2 separate regions of the Mus musculus genome follow, and region 2 is linked to region 1. The links are chromatin contacts, called in public HiChIP or PLAC-seq maps. All regions are on one chromosome and are shown on one strand. The core of a region is the stretch at or near the end of the contact, and the rest is flanking DNA. Distances in the headings are between cores, read along the strand shown.

The links. HiChIP or PLAC-seq counts read pairs in DNA pulled down with a chosen protein or histone mark.
Region 2: a contact with region 1 is called in a FOXA1 HiChIP or PLAC-seq map of pancreatic cancer cells. The contact joins the promoter of Iqcg here to the enhancer-like site in region 1. A contact is called at or near these places in 7 of 39 promoter capture datasets (the C10 cell line, embryonic stem cells, hematopoietic stem and progenitor cells and 3 more), 1 of 15 datasets of contacts at CTCF or cohesin (pro-B cells), 6 of 484 Hi-C or Micro-C datasets (the G1E-ER4 cell line and embryonic stem cells), 11 of 115 datasets of contacts at active chromatin or transcription factors (the 230-238 cell line, the SCID.adh cell line, embryonic stem cells and 4 more) and 3 of 9 other capture datasets (adipose tissue, embryonic stem cells and liver).

The regions. Positions count from the first base shown.
Region 1 is chr16:32,686,589-32,693,429 of GRCm38.p6, reverse strand. No RefSeq gene overlaps it. Among named protein-coding and RNA genes, the nearest start is that of Gm34766, 8.7 kb to the left of the region's middle. Within about 2 kb of position 3,414, at least 38 of the 459 cell types and tissues checked have an H3K27ac peak or open chromatin away from gene starts, as enhancers often do. A contact at or near this core is called in the G1E-ER4 cell line, the SCID.adh cell line, embryonic stem cells and 3 more, where this site is marked.
Region 2 is chr16:33,052,224-33,059,305 of GRCm38.p6, reverse strand. It overlaps Iqcg (IQ motif containing G), which reads left to right and starts at 3,120. Exons shown (of 11, transcript NM_178378.3): 1 at 3,120-3,155; 2 at 5,612-5,682. The coding sequence starts at 5,675. Rpl35a (ribosomal protein L35A) reads right to left here and starts at 2,853. Exons shown (of 5, transcript NM_001130485.1): 1 at 2,796-2,853; 2 at 2,128-2,170; 3 at 1,764-1,916; 4 at 483-627. The coding sequence starts at 2,138.

The sequences.
Region 1 (6,841 bases), core at 2,165-4,664:
CCACCCTACAGTTCCCTGGCAACAGCCAGGTAGGCCTGGCCCACTATAAAAGGGGCTGCTTGCCCCCTCCCCTCTCTCTTGCTCTCTTGCCTCTCTCTCTTGCTCTCTTGCTCCCTCTTGCTCCCCCTCTCTCCGCATTCCCTTCCCCCCTTCTCTCCATGTGGTCATGGCTGGCCTCTACATCTCTACTCTCTCCCCCCTCTCTCTGCCTTTCTCTGCCTCTACTACCCTCTTAACTCCCTTCCCCATGCCCTGAATAAACTCTATTCTATACTATTCAGTCTTGTGGCTGGTCCCTCAGGGGTGGGGGGAGGTATGCCTTGGCATGGGCCTGCTGAGGCACCCCCTCCCCCATACCTCACCACACCCCCATAGAACATATTCTTATAACTCTTTATCTTTTTATAAACACATCACAGAGTGCTTAAAGTAGAAAACAAATCCTAGGGACAGAAAGAAAATTGGTGGCCACCAGGGCCTGAGGACATTGGGAGTTAATGGTAGAGCCAGAGTTTTGCATTAACTGAGCACTTAAATGATAACAATGGTAAATCCTAACCTACATGTGGTTTACGGTAAAAAAAAAACAAAACATTTAGCTGGACATGATGTCACATGCCCCTAATCTCAGCCCTTGGGTGGCTAAGGCAGGAGAATTAGAGTTTGAGGTCATCAGGGGTAGCCTGTGAGAACCTGTGTATAAAACAACACACACACACACACACACACACACACACACACACACTTCTGAAATGTGTTTACTCAAAGATATTGGAGTAGATAAGGCATCATCTTTAAGGTTAGCATGGAGCACAGGTTCTCCTGAGGACCAAGGGGGGTTCCTGGAGCCAGGCAGGGTCCCCCAAGGCCTACCAGCTCTGTGGGGTCAGAGCAGAGCTACCCTCATCCAAAGCTTTCCACAGTTCCTGGCTAGAGATCTTGGTGGCACAGATTTCAGTCTAGCAGGTTCAGGGTAGAGCTTCCAGGTACTGCTGGCTTGAGCTGCTGGCCTCACATGATTTTTTTTTAAAGATTTATTTATTTATTTATTTATTTATTTATTTTAATTTTTTTTTTTCTGAGACAGGGTTTCTCTGTATAGCCTTGGCTATCCTGGAACTCACTTTGTAGACCAGGCTGGCCTCGAACTCAGAAATCCACCTGCCTCTGCCACCCAAGTGCTGGGATTAAAGGCGTGCGCCACCACGCCCATCAAGATTTATTTATTTTACATATATGAGTACACTGTAGCTGTCTCCAGACACACCAGAAGAAGACATTGGATCCCATTACAGATCCCATTATAGATGGCTGTGAGCCACCATGTGGGTGCTGGGAATTGAACTCAGGTCCTCTGGAAGAGCAGTCAGTGCTCTTAACCACTGAGCCATCTCTGCAGCCCTCACATGATCATTTTTTCTAGGATAGGGGTAAACAAACTGATGCATCTAGCCCATGTGTGGGGGTCCCTCCAAAGCCCTGGAGGGGTTTCCCCAGTTCCTCACAACAGGTGGCTCTTTCCCTCCCTCAGATGCCAGAGAAGGGCCAATCAGTGGAAAGCCACACATTCCCCAGGGCCATCCTGGTGGTGGCTGTAGAAAAGTGAGACATCTTCAAAACAGCTCCAGAAAAGACAGCTGAAGCAAGGGCGTCTCCTCACCGGGAGACCAGAGGAAAGGCTGTGCAGCCTTGAGAGCTGAGCTCTGCCAGTCTACAGCCACCATCCTGTGAGGCCCCACCCCCTCTCACGTTCCCCGGGATCTTTAAAAATACCTTAAGAATCTCAGTTCTTTCCTTTAGAAACATACAGACTCGAGAAAAAGAGATCTACTTTCCTGAAAATACATTCATAAACACGTCAAAATAATTCATTAAAAACGTAGAAATGAGCCCGGCGGTGGTGGCGCACGCCTTTAATCCCAGCACTTGGGAGGCAGAGGCAGGTGGATTTCTGAGTTCGAGGCCAGCCTGGTCTACAAAGTGAGTTCCAGGACAGCCAGGGCTACACAGAGAAACCCTGTCTCAAAAAAAACAAAAACAAAACAAAACAAAAAAAAACATAGAAATGCGTGGAGAGCCGTGAGCAATTGCCATCACAAGCCTCCGCTGTGCCTAACTGGTAAACAAGTAATGTGCGCAGGTGCAAGAGTAAATTCGTGCGAAGTTACTGCCCATCCCGGGGCGTAGTAGTGGGGTAATGAGTGAGCAGCTAATCAGGAGCTGACATGTCACATGGAGGGGTATATAAGCAGCATCATTTTCCTTGTTTGGGGTTGTTCTTCTTTCGCCTATGCAATCAATGCTCTCCCAGTAAACGTGTGCAGAAGGATCCTGTTGCAGCGTCATTCTTCCTGGCCAGTTGAGCGTGTGCAAGAGAAATGTTAACAAAATAATGTCTTACACAACAAGAGTTTATCCACAGAAGGCAAAGTATGTAGTGTTTCAAGGATGTTCAAGATGAAAAGTCAGTAGCATAAAACGTGAACAATTTAAAAGTAGTTTACAGTGCTGGAGATATTGGATCAGTAGATGAGAGAGTCTGCTACTCTTGCAGAGGAACCATGTTCTGTTCCCAGAACTTACCTGTGGTTGCTCACAGTTTCCTGGAATCCGGTTCCAGGGGAGCTGACGCGCTCTTCTCGTCTCAGACACATACGCATACACACAGGAAATCATACATACATACATACATACATACATACATACATACATACATACATGCACAGACATACAGGCAAACACTCATGCATATAAAATAAAAATAAATAAATCTTAAAAAAATAAGAAGCAGTTTATAATTTAACATTCACCAGATGTACTTATTTTTATAAGATTAATACATACATGTCTGCACAGATAAAACTAATATATCAAGTTTCACGTATTTTTCTGACTAATTAACTTTTCTAATGCGCTCTGCTGACTGTCCCAATTCTACAATGGGCATTACAGCAGTCATAAAAAACAACAAAGAGTAGCCAGGCGTGGTGGTGCACGCCTTTAATCCCAGCACTCAGAGGCAGAGGCAGGCGGATTTCTGAGTTCAAGGCCAGCCTGGTCTACAGAGTGAGTTCCAGGACAGCCAGGGCTGTACAGAGAAACCCTGTCTCGAAAAAACAAAAACAAAAACAAAACAAAACAAAACAAAACAGCCCTGACTGCTCTTCCAGAGGTTCTGAGTTCAAATCCCAGCAACCACATGGTGGCTTAAAACCATCCGTAATGGGATCTGATGCCCTCTTCTGGGGTGTCTGAAGACAGCTACAGTGTACTTACATATAATAAACAAACAAACAAACTTTAACAAACAAAAACCAAAGAAGACAAATAGAAGGAAGGTCAACACAGCACAAGGGAGTAGTGCCGGGACTTCCGGTGGAGTCGCTGCGTGCTCTGCCTGAGCCTTTAATATCCTAGCACTTAACTCCTGGAGCACTGGTTTCTCTCCCTGGCTCTGGTTGGCCTCCTTCAGAGCCTCCATAACTGTCCATAGAAACAGGGTTCTAATGTCCTTTCTCTTTGCATTAGACCCTAGCTGATCCCCGTTTTGTACCAGATGGTAGGCGAACATATTCCTTCCCAAGTTTACCTGGGCTGAGTCCCTACCAGCAGGGTTTAGACTCTTAAATGATTTGCTGGGAAACGACTTCATACAACCTTAGCCCCCTACACTCTCAAATTTAACTCAAATGGGTAGTGTCTCATCTTACCGGTAGGTGGCGCTGTCGACACAAACGTGCAATTGCTCAGGTTCTGCAGATCAGTTTCAAGCAATCCTTGATACAGAGTATCCAAATATAAGGCCCTGGGAGCAAAGGTACTATCTACTACCTCCACTACTTACATCTGTCTCATACATGTTTGAGAAACGGAATAAATTTAAGGAAAAACCGCACAGTTTAGTTTCTCATCTTAGCATTTTACCTGGCGGCGGCTGGCAGCTGCGGGACCGCCATTGAGAACTCCTGCATCCAGAAGCCAGGGGAGCCATTCTCCAAGTTCAAAGTTCCATAAAAACTAAATTGCTTCAAATTAAAAACACCTTTTGCCTCCAAAGTGCAAGGGGGGGGGCATGCTAGATTCTTCTTTCCCTTTGGCCACACTATTGTTAAGTGGATCAATCCAGCTTAAAGAGAGTGTCCTCCTCCACCCCCATCTACAGACCAAAAGGAACCCAGCAGGCTTGTTATTCACCAGGATATGAGAAGCACCTTCAAACCTTCAACCTCTCTCCCCCAAACCCCAACAAAAAGAGAATGGGTCAGGAGCAAGCCAGTCCATTCTGTGAGCTAACAGCTAACCACTGAAACACGGTCACCCCATGTCACTTTCCTGGTAATTTTATTATCTACCAAGTCAGCAGAGTCGCTTTCTGGGGAACCACCTCCCTGGGTACACAATGACACAGAGCATTTGCCATTTTGCCACAATGATGTCACTCCCAGGGGCACAGACTGTCTATTCAGCTTGTGTTCTGTCAACAGGGCTGACAGATTGCCCAACAAACCCTGAGTTTATTCCCCAGGCTGGGTAAACCCGAATCGGCTTCTGCTACACACAGTAACATTGCAAGAGCTAGCAGGTTGACCAGGCAAAAACCAACAGGAAGACCTGGGGTGTAGGAAACACAGCCAAAACAGTGCATTGCATTCCTGATTCATTCTCTCTCTCTCTCTCTCTCTCTCTCTCTCTCTCTCTCTCTCTCTCTCTCTCTCTCTCACACACACACACACACACACACACACACACACACACACAAACAACCGCAGTGTCCTGCTCCTACAAAAGCCTTCTGAAATACACTCTTTACAACAGATTCTTACATGCTGGCAACTCACGCAACAGTGTTTTGTTTGTTTGTTTGTTTGTTTTTTGTTTTTTTTTAAGTTTTCTTAAATAGAGTTAAAAAATGATCTATAGGGCTGGAGAGATGGCTCAGCAGTTAAGAGCACTGACTGTTCTTCCAAAGGTCCTGAGTTCAATTCCCAGCAACCACATGGTGGCTCACAACCATCCATAATGAGATCTGACGCCCTTTTCTGGTGTGTCTGAAGACAGCTACAGTGCACTCACATATGATGAATGAATGGATCTTTAAAGTTAAAAAAAATGATCTATAAGATATCTCTGAGTGTAACAAAACAAACACACAAACAAAACAACAACAACAAACTGTTGTTGCCAAAAGCGGCCTTGTTGGTTTGTTAAGGCAAACTGAGAGCATTAGGGTGGAGATTGGGGCAGAGTGGCTGATGCTTGATGCTAAGCTCCTGATTTGTCAGAACCGGCAGGATTCGTTTAGTGGGTGGCCTGTCACTCGGCAGAATGTCCTCTCTGCCTTACTGAGCTCTAGTGCCCAGAGCCATGCTCTCCAGGTAAAGCCACTCTTTCCTTCCAAAAGATCAGCAGGCCAGACGACACTTACTCTATTATCTTATGTGCGTGGACTTGACCTGCATCCTTGGTCTTTGCACCGTGTGTCTGTCTCCCTCACACCTGCAGAGGCCAGAAGAGAATCAGATGCCCTAGAAGTGGAGTTATAGATGGTTGAATTGCCATGCAATAACTTAGAATTGATCCCGTGTCCTCTGGAAGAGCAGCCAGTGCTCTTTTTTTTTTTTTTTTTTTTTTTTTTTTTTAAGTTTTTTTCGAGACAGGGTTTCTCTGTATAGCCCTGGCTGTCCTGGAACTCACTCTGGAGACCAGGCTGGCCTCGAACTCAGAAATCCGCCTGCCTCTGCCTCCCAAGTGCTGGGATTAAAGGCATGTGCCACCACGCCTGGCTTTTTTTTTTTTTAAATGCTGCTGTCTTCTCCTTCTTTTAAAGGTTTTGTTTATTAAGAGTCTCACTATGTAGCCTGAACTGGCCTGGACCTTAAGCTGTAGACTAGGCTGGGCTCAAACTCACCTGCCTCTACCTCTCGATTACTGAGATTGAAGATTGCCACCACGCCCCCTTATTGTTTTAAATGATGCCTGTCTGTGTGTGGGCGTGCACACGTGGCATGCAGTGCCTGTGGAGACCAGAAGAGGGTTTTGGAGCCACTGGAGATGGAGTCACAGCAGTTCTAAGTCACTGTATGTGGTATTGGGAACCTAACTCAGATCCTCAGTAAGACCAGTATAAATTCTTTAATTACTGCAGCAGCAGCTCCCGTCCCAGACTAAATGGCTTGTTGTTGTTGTTGTTGTTGTTTTGAGATGAAGAACATCTGAAAAAATAAAATAAAAAAAAAAAAGGACTTGAGGCCCCATACAGCCTATTTCCCCATTCATGACGTGACCTACAACTATTTTTAGAGTTTGAAAATTTGATTTTTGTTTAACTAACAAGTTTCCTCCATTCTAGGTAAGGGATCTATACCATGAGTTGAACTTTAGATTCTAGGCATCTTAACTAGAATCCATCTTTTTTATACTTCTTTAAGACATCATACCGCAATTAATAGTATAATTAGGGTTTGCATGGCAAAGGACCACACACATTGCATAGTGTGACATGGGGCTGCCTGGGATCCCAGGTCTGAGGCAGCTTTCTCATTTATGTGAAGGCTTCTACATCTCCCTCCTCTAACACACACACACACACACACACACACACACACACAAGCCACACCATCATATACATAGACACAGTCATACATATATACACACACAGCCACACACCACACATATACACACTCATACACACAGACACTCTCACATATCACATACACTCATACAGAAACACACTCACTCACATATCCACACACTTATCACACACACACCTAGGCATATACACACACATCTACAAACCAAACATATATACATGCACGTACCACATCCCAGACACACACATGAC
Region 2 (7,082 bases), core at 1,871-4,370, 370 kb before region 1:
AGTCTGGCAGGACTGAGATGGTAGACATAACAAACCATAACATGCCCCCCAAACAAGGCACGACATAAGATGAGCTAGGTAGCATTGGCCTGAAATCCCACCTACTTAGAAGGCTGAGGCAGGACTTAAGTTCAAGACCAGCCTTGACAACTTTGTGAGAACCTGCCATAGTCAAATATGAGCCTTGTGTACATAACAAGTTCCAGGACAACCGGGGGCACACCATAAGACTTTGGCACAAAGACACAAATAAATCCTGTCCAAAGTATTTCTCCTCCCAGGTTGCTTTAGTGATAATGAAACTTAAATGCTATTCATTTGCGGGCCACCCTCGCCTGCTTCACCCTGCCAGTTCTGTTTTTTTCCACTTAAGTCAGTCACCAATTCACAGAACTGGTTTATACTCTGGACTTTTACACTCACAAGTCTTGAGGTAGGTAGTAAGTATCAAAAGAGCCATTTATTTTGCTATTGGCACTCACCACACGGATTCTGTGTCCAATGGCCTTTGCAGGAAGGTTGCTTCGGAATTTGGCACGAACCATACCGCTGTTTCCGTGGGCCCGAGTTACCTTTCCCCAGATCACTCTGGTTTTGTTTGGTTTACCTCCAGGAGTCACTGTATTGCTGGTTTTTAAAGACATAAGCGGCATGAGCTCCAACACGGACATAAACATGACACTAACTCAGTTATTTCCTAGGGTCCAGGCTCCCACCTCTACTCTCCACACAGAACACCTTGAGAAATTGGGGGGAACAATATTCATTCAACAATTCATATACATAAAGCCTATTTCCAGGATAGTCAGAAGAATCTGTGTACTAAAACCATTAAGAGTAAATGTGGAAAGACACAGCAATGACACCTACTCAGGATAAAAGCTGAAAACGAGGACCTGAAAGCACAGGCTATCAGAGACTGAGAATGATGGCATGAAGCAAACGACTGAGGTCTCAACCAGGCTGAGCCTCAGCTACAGACCTCACTCAGGTCTGCCTCCTGAATGCTGGGACTAAGGGCATGCAGGACTCACACACATACGCATGCCCTGACAGTGCACACAAGGGCCAATTTCTGTATGGCCTTATGTTCAATTCCCAGTAGGAAAAGAGGGACCAGAGAACCAATATAGAACCCAGCTTAAAACAAGCACACAAGCGCGCGCGCGCGCGCGCGCGCGCGCACGCACACATACACACAAATATCCAGGTCCAGGGAATCTGGCACCCTCACAGCTATACAAACAAGCAAACACCAATGCACATAAAAAATTAACTAATTTTTCAACTAGTTTTTCCAAATGTAACCTCAATTGTTCTAAGTCAGGGTGCAATAGACTGTTTGTTCACAGAGCAGAGCAGAATCACCTAACTCAATATAGATGTGGGAGCAAATAAATTGTACAATAACAAGAACAATCTATTCTAGTAATTGTCATTTTTAGTAACTAAAACAAATCAAGATACATTGAAAAGTACTATATAAACCCTTTCAAAGGAAAATGAAAGGTACTAAGAGCTGTAATCTTTGTTTTTAACCATGTTAGGGACTTAACACAGGGAACTTCTACACTTGTACTACGAACCAATGGTGCCTATATAGTCCATACCACCGACAAAAAGATCCCTCTCTAATTTCCTCTAAGCTCTTCACGTGTCTAGGAAGACTCAACCACACCAATTTCTCACTAACACCCCTACCTTTTCAGTAGAAAAAACGAGATTAGTCAACCAAAAATTAAAAGGCATGGGAGCATACTTACTTTTTTGCCTTATACACATAAGCACATCTCTTGCCTAAGTAGAACTCCGTTTCATCTCGGGCATAAACGCCTTCAATTTTAAGAAGAGCCGTGTGCTCTCTTTGGTTCCGGAGACCTCGCTTGTAGCCAGCAAAAATGGCCTTGCACCACAGCCTAAGACAACGTTAAGAAAGACATGATGACTACCCCGTTACAACTTTTCATGTATCTTTTAGCAAGCCACCATGATTTGCTTTGTAGCAATTCCTACTCCAGCTATCTACAGCAGACCTCTCGTTCCCCTCCCGCATTACACTGAACTTTAGCTTCGCGTTTAATAGAACGAAACAGAAATGGAGAAAACGACTATTGTGAGATCGCGTACCTTCCAGACATACTTGCTGTTAGAAGTCCTGTTCCCAGCAGGCCTGAAAAACAAAACCGAGAGCTCAACCGAGAGTCATGCAGCACGCATCCCACCTGTCACTATTTCCCGGCGCGAGAGATGGCTTCAGTCGGCGTCCCAAGGATGGGGACCTCTTACCTACGCCCTGCCCCCTATAGAGGCAGAGCCTGGCAAAATACTCAGGGCTCCGACAACCAATGACAACGAACGACTCGGAATCGTGGGCAAAGGCCGGGTGGGAAGGCGACTCACCCGAGACTTAACTTCTCAAACCCCAAAAGGAACCCGGAGGCGAGCTCATGCCTCCATCAGTACAGAAAGCAGCTAACACAGGCGAGATCCGGCTCTGTGCGGGGAACCCAGCTCCCAGGGACCACCGCTCCCCGGGCCAGTAAGACCGGGGGAAATGCACCCATTCTCTCCTCCCGAGCCGGAGATCGACCGAGACCAGCGAGCTCTCCTCCCCCGGCCGGGGCCTCCACACCATCAGCCCGTCATCGCCTCCATCCCGCCCTCCATCCTCCTGGAATCCCCAGAAACCTCTGGCGGTCGGGTTCTCCGAGACGCCAGGTTGTCTCGGTGAGGGATGAAACTAAACGCACCCCAGCAATCGGGCCCCAAAGCTCAGCAGCAGGAACCCCCCTCACCTCCACAGGCGCCAAGATGGCGGAAAGAGGAAGGCAAGCCCCGCCGCGCGGCCTTGTGGGACGCACGCCCCGCCCCTCTCCGCGCTTAGGCCGCTCACACTGCGCCAGAAAGCAAAGGTCAGAGACAGAGAGAGAGGCTCGACTCAGCCAAGCCGCGCTCAAGAACTTTAAATTCTTTCCCTCCTGCCCTTTCGTCTTTGTAAGCGGCAACACGTATTATTTAGGAACAAGGAAAGGCAAAATCGTAGTCGACTAAGAAAGAATCAGGGGTCCTACTTAAAAAAAAAAAAGAGCTTGCGCGACGCGTTGCCATAGCTACCGATTAGTTTGGTTCCCGCCTCCAGCTGGGCTGGTAGAGAGGTAAGGAAAAGTTAAGTGTTTTCTCCTCTTCCTAGAATGGAGACTGGGATCCTACCATATAGGAGAGAAAAACCTGGAGCATGAAGGCAGGAGTTTCTCTTGATTTGTTCTTTTATTTTTTCCCATCTTTAATTTAACAAACAGGGTGTGGTAGCCGTTGCCCGTTAACCTCAGCATTTATTCCGGAGACTGAGGTAGGAGGATCACATCACAAATTCGAGGCTAGGCTAAGTTACATAGCAAGGCCCCATCTTAACAGCAACAAACATCCATGAGGCAAACCGCGGTCCCGGTGCTTGCTTGTAACCCCAGTATTCTAGCTGTGCGAGCAGGTGAATAGGACTTAAAAGACCATCCTCTGCTACATAGGGAGTGCCAGTCAGCCTGAGCTACATGAGACCCCATCTGAAAAAAAGGGAGACGATGTGAGGAAGTGAGAGATAGAAGATATCCTTCCATCCTTTCCCTGACTTGTCGGATGCAGATAAATTTTTTAAAATTCATTTATTTATTATATGTAAGTACACTATATCTGTCTTCAGACACTCCAGAAGAGGGAGCTAGATCTCGTTATGGCTCCATGTGGTTGCTGGGATTTGAACTCTGAACCTTCGGAAGAGCAGTCAGGTGCTCTTACCCACTGAGCCATCTCACCAGCCCACAGATAAATTTAATAGACTCAGATTTACAGTTCCTAACTTGTGCATTAATTAAGGCGAACTGATGGATCCATTCATTTAATCAGAGAGTAATTTATTGAATGACTACCACTACCAAGAATGCTGTAGGCTTGTAGGGCACCAGAGTAAACAGACTAAAACGTCTGCCCTCTTGCAGCCTACATGAGGGAGCAAGGATGGCATGTTGGCTCTGGTGTCTGTAATCCTTGCACTTAGAAGGTTGAAGTATGAAGATTGCTCTGTTTTAGGTCAGTAAGAGGTACATTATGTGTACACAGATATCCTGAGCTACAGAGTAAGAAATCTCATCCTTGCTCCCTCACTCCTCGCAAAAAAAAAAAAAAAAAAAAAACAAGACAACAAGCAGATTAGACATGTGGTATGTTAAAAGGTCAAGACTTCCTTTCTTTTCCTTTTTTTTTTTTTTTTTTTTTTTTTTTTTTTTTTTTTTTTTTGGTTTTTCAAGACAGGGTTTCTCTGTATAACCCTGGCTGTCCTGGAACTCACTCTGTAGACCAGGCTGGCCTCAAATTCAGAAATCCGCCTGCCTCTCCCTCCCGAGTGCTGGGATTAAATGCGTGAGCCACCACCGCCCAGCAAGACTTCCTTTTTAAAAACCTGTTTATGTGTGTGCTTTCAGAGGTCGGAAGATGGCCTCAGACTCTAGAGCTAGATTTTACATGCAACTTGTTATTGTTATTGTTGTTGTTTTGTTTTGAGACAGGGACTAGAGAAATGTCTCAATGTTTAAGGGCATACACTGTTTTTAAAGAGGTCTTCAGTTCAGTTCCCAGCATCTACATCAGGGACTCACAATTACCTATAACTTCAGCGCTAGGAAATCTGCTGTATGCACACAGTGCACATAGAGACAAGCAGGCACATACACATTTTTTTTTAAAGCCATTAACAAGAAGGACAAAGTCTCATGTAGCTTAGGCTGGCCCCAAACTCCCTGTATTGAGCCAAGGATGGCCTCTTCTGACACACCAGAAGAGGGTGTCAGATCTCATTACAAATGGTTGTGAGCTACCATATGATTGCTGGAATTTGAACTCAGGACCCTCTGGAAGAGCACTGATTGCTTTTAACCGCTTAGCCATCTTGTCAGCCCAAACTCGATTTCTCTAAGTCAAGTTACAGTAAATTCTGTTCTCTGATAGAGCAGGGCAGAAATATTTAATTTAATATATAAGTGAGAATAATAGAAGAAATTAAAGAATCAAAAATAAATCTGAAGCTGGGCGTTGGTGGCACATGCCTTTAATCGCAGCACTTGGGAGGCAGAGGCAGGCAGGTTTCTGAGTTCAAGGCCAGCCTGGTCTACAAAGTGAGTTCCAGGACAGCCAGGGCTATACAGAGAAACCCTGTCTTGAAAGAAAAAAAAAAAAAAAAGTTCTCTGTTGATTCACAGTCAAACTCAGAGTACAAGTACACACATTAAAATTGTGTTAGATGTCAATTTACCGTAAAAAGAGGCAAAAGACTACCTTGAGTATAACTTCTGGTTTGATGAACCAGTAATGGAGCCAGCCACTTAGTAAGCCTACATCTACCCTGTCTGGAAAACAACAACAACAAAAACAAGCCTGCATCTTATGAGCCTGCTTCCCTAAGCAGGAGGAGACAAGCTATAGATAGCTCTTGGGATTCTGTGGGGTTTTTGTTTGTTTGTTTGTTTTGTTTTGTTTTCTCTCCTACAAAAAGAGCCTGAGAGTAAAGGGAAAAAAATTAGCATTCCCTGGAACTGATATCAATGTTTCTTTTCTACTTTAGGTTCCTTCATTCTTGTGAAATTATAAATCTAGCCCAGAGGGCAAGGAAAGAAACTGAGGAAGAATGGACGAGTATGTTTCAAGTTCCGGTTTGTTTGTCCCTGTACTGTTGCAATTACGCCATTTGTTGAATTCGGTGGATTACTTTTCGGTAACAATGTAACCAACTAATGTAACGCCCTAAAGTATAAACACCTTCCCATTTCAGCGCTGCTGTGGGGTGGGCGCTTGAGGGCGTTTAGCAAGTGACTCTGGTGTGGGATCTGGGCCAGTTAAGCTTTCCCTGTCTGTGGGACAAAATGTCACACAGGAAGCAGTTTGGGGCAGACATGAAAGGTGTTGTCTTGGCTCACACTTGGAGGTGTAGGTGTGGCAGCAAGAGCAGAAGGGACCAGCCACAAGCCAGCCACAGTCAGGAAGCAGAGAGAGAGATGAACACTGGCACTCAGCTTGCTTTCTCTGTTTTATTCAGCCCATGTCAGCTAAGTCTTCCCACTTCAGATAACCTGGTCTGCAAAGCCTTCATAGCCACGGCCACACATTTATTGGTTCCAGATGCAACCAAGTAGACAATGTTAACCAGAAGGTTGAGGTTGGCCAGGGGCAGCCTAAGTGTCCTCATGACAGACAAGGCACTTCCCTGGGAGTGAGCTTTTGAGTGAGATAGAAGCGGCCATGTTATTTACTGCCTGGCTCTGGAAATCACACTTTTTCTCTCACCAGATCCTTGTGGTTTCCCCACTTAGTGTAGGGAAGACAACACCAGGGCATAAGGACCAGAAAGAGTTATGTGGGCCATCTTGGAGTCTGGCTAGCATCTTCTGTCTTTCAGTACTTATGAGGCCCTAGGGATTAATATCTGAATATGGTGCTTTCCAATCAAGTTAATTGTGGCTCAAACTCAAATGCATTAGTATAGGCAAACAGCATGGCTTTACCCACCAGTGCATTGCCTTTGGTTGGTCCTACTGGAGGGTCTTTGGCAGAATCCCATGCAAGCCTCCTGCCTCAATCTTTTTTTTTTTTTTTAAACATCCTTGCCAGCATCTGCTGTCACCTGAATTTTTTATATTACCCTTTCTGTCAGGTGTGAGGTGGAATCTCAAGGTTGTTTTGATTTGCATTTCCCTGATGATTAAGGATGTTGAACATTTTTTCAGGTGCTTCTCAGCCATTTGGTATTCCTCAGTTGAGAATTCTTTGTTTAGCTCTGTACCCTACTTTTTTGGGGGGGTGTTATTTGATTTTCAGGAGTCTAGCTTCTTGAGTTCTTTGTATACATTGGATACTAGTCCCCTATCTGATTTAGGATAGGTAAAGATCCTTTCCCAATCTGTTGGTGGCCTTTTTTGTCTTATTGACGGTGTCTTTTGCCTTGCAGAAGCTTTGAGATTTTATGAGGTCCCATTGATCAATTCTCAATCTTATATCACAAGCCATTGCCATTCTGTTCAGGAATTTTTCCCCTGTAC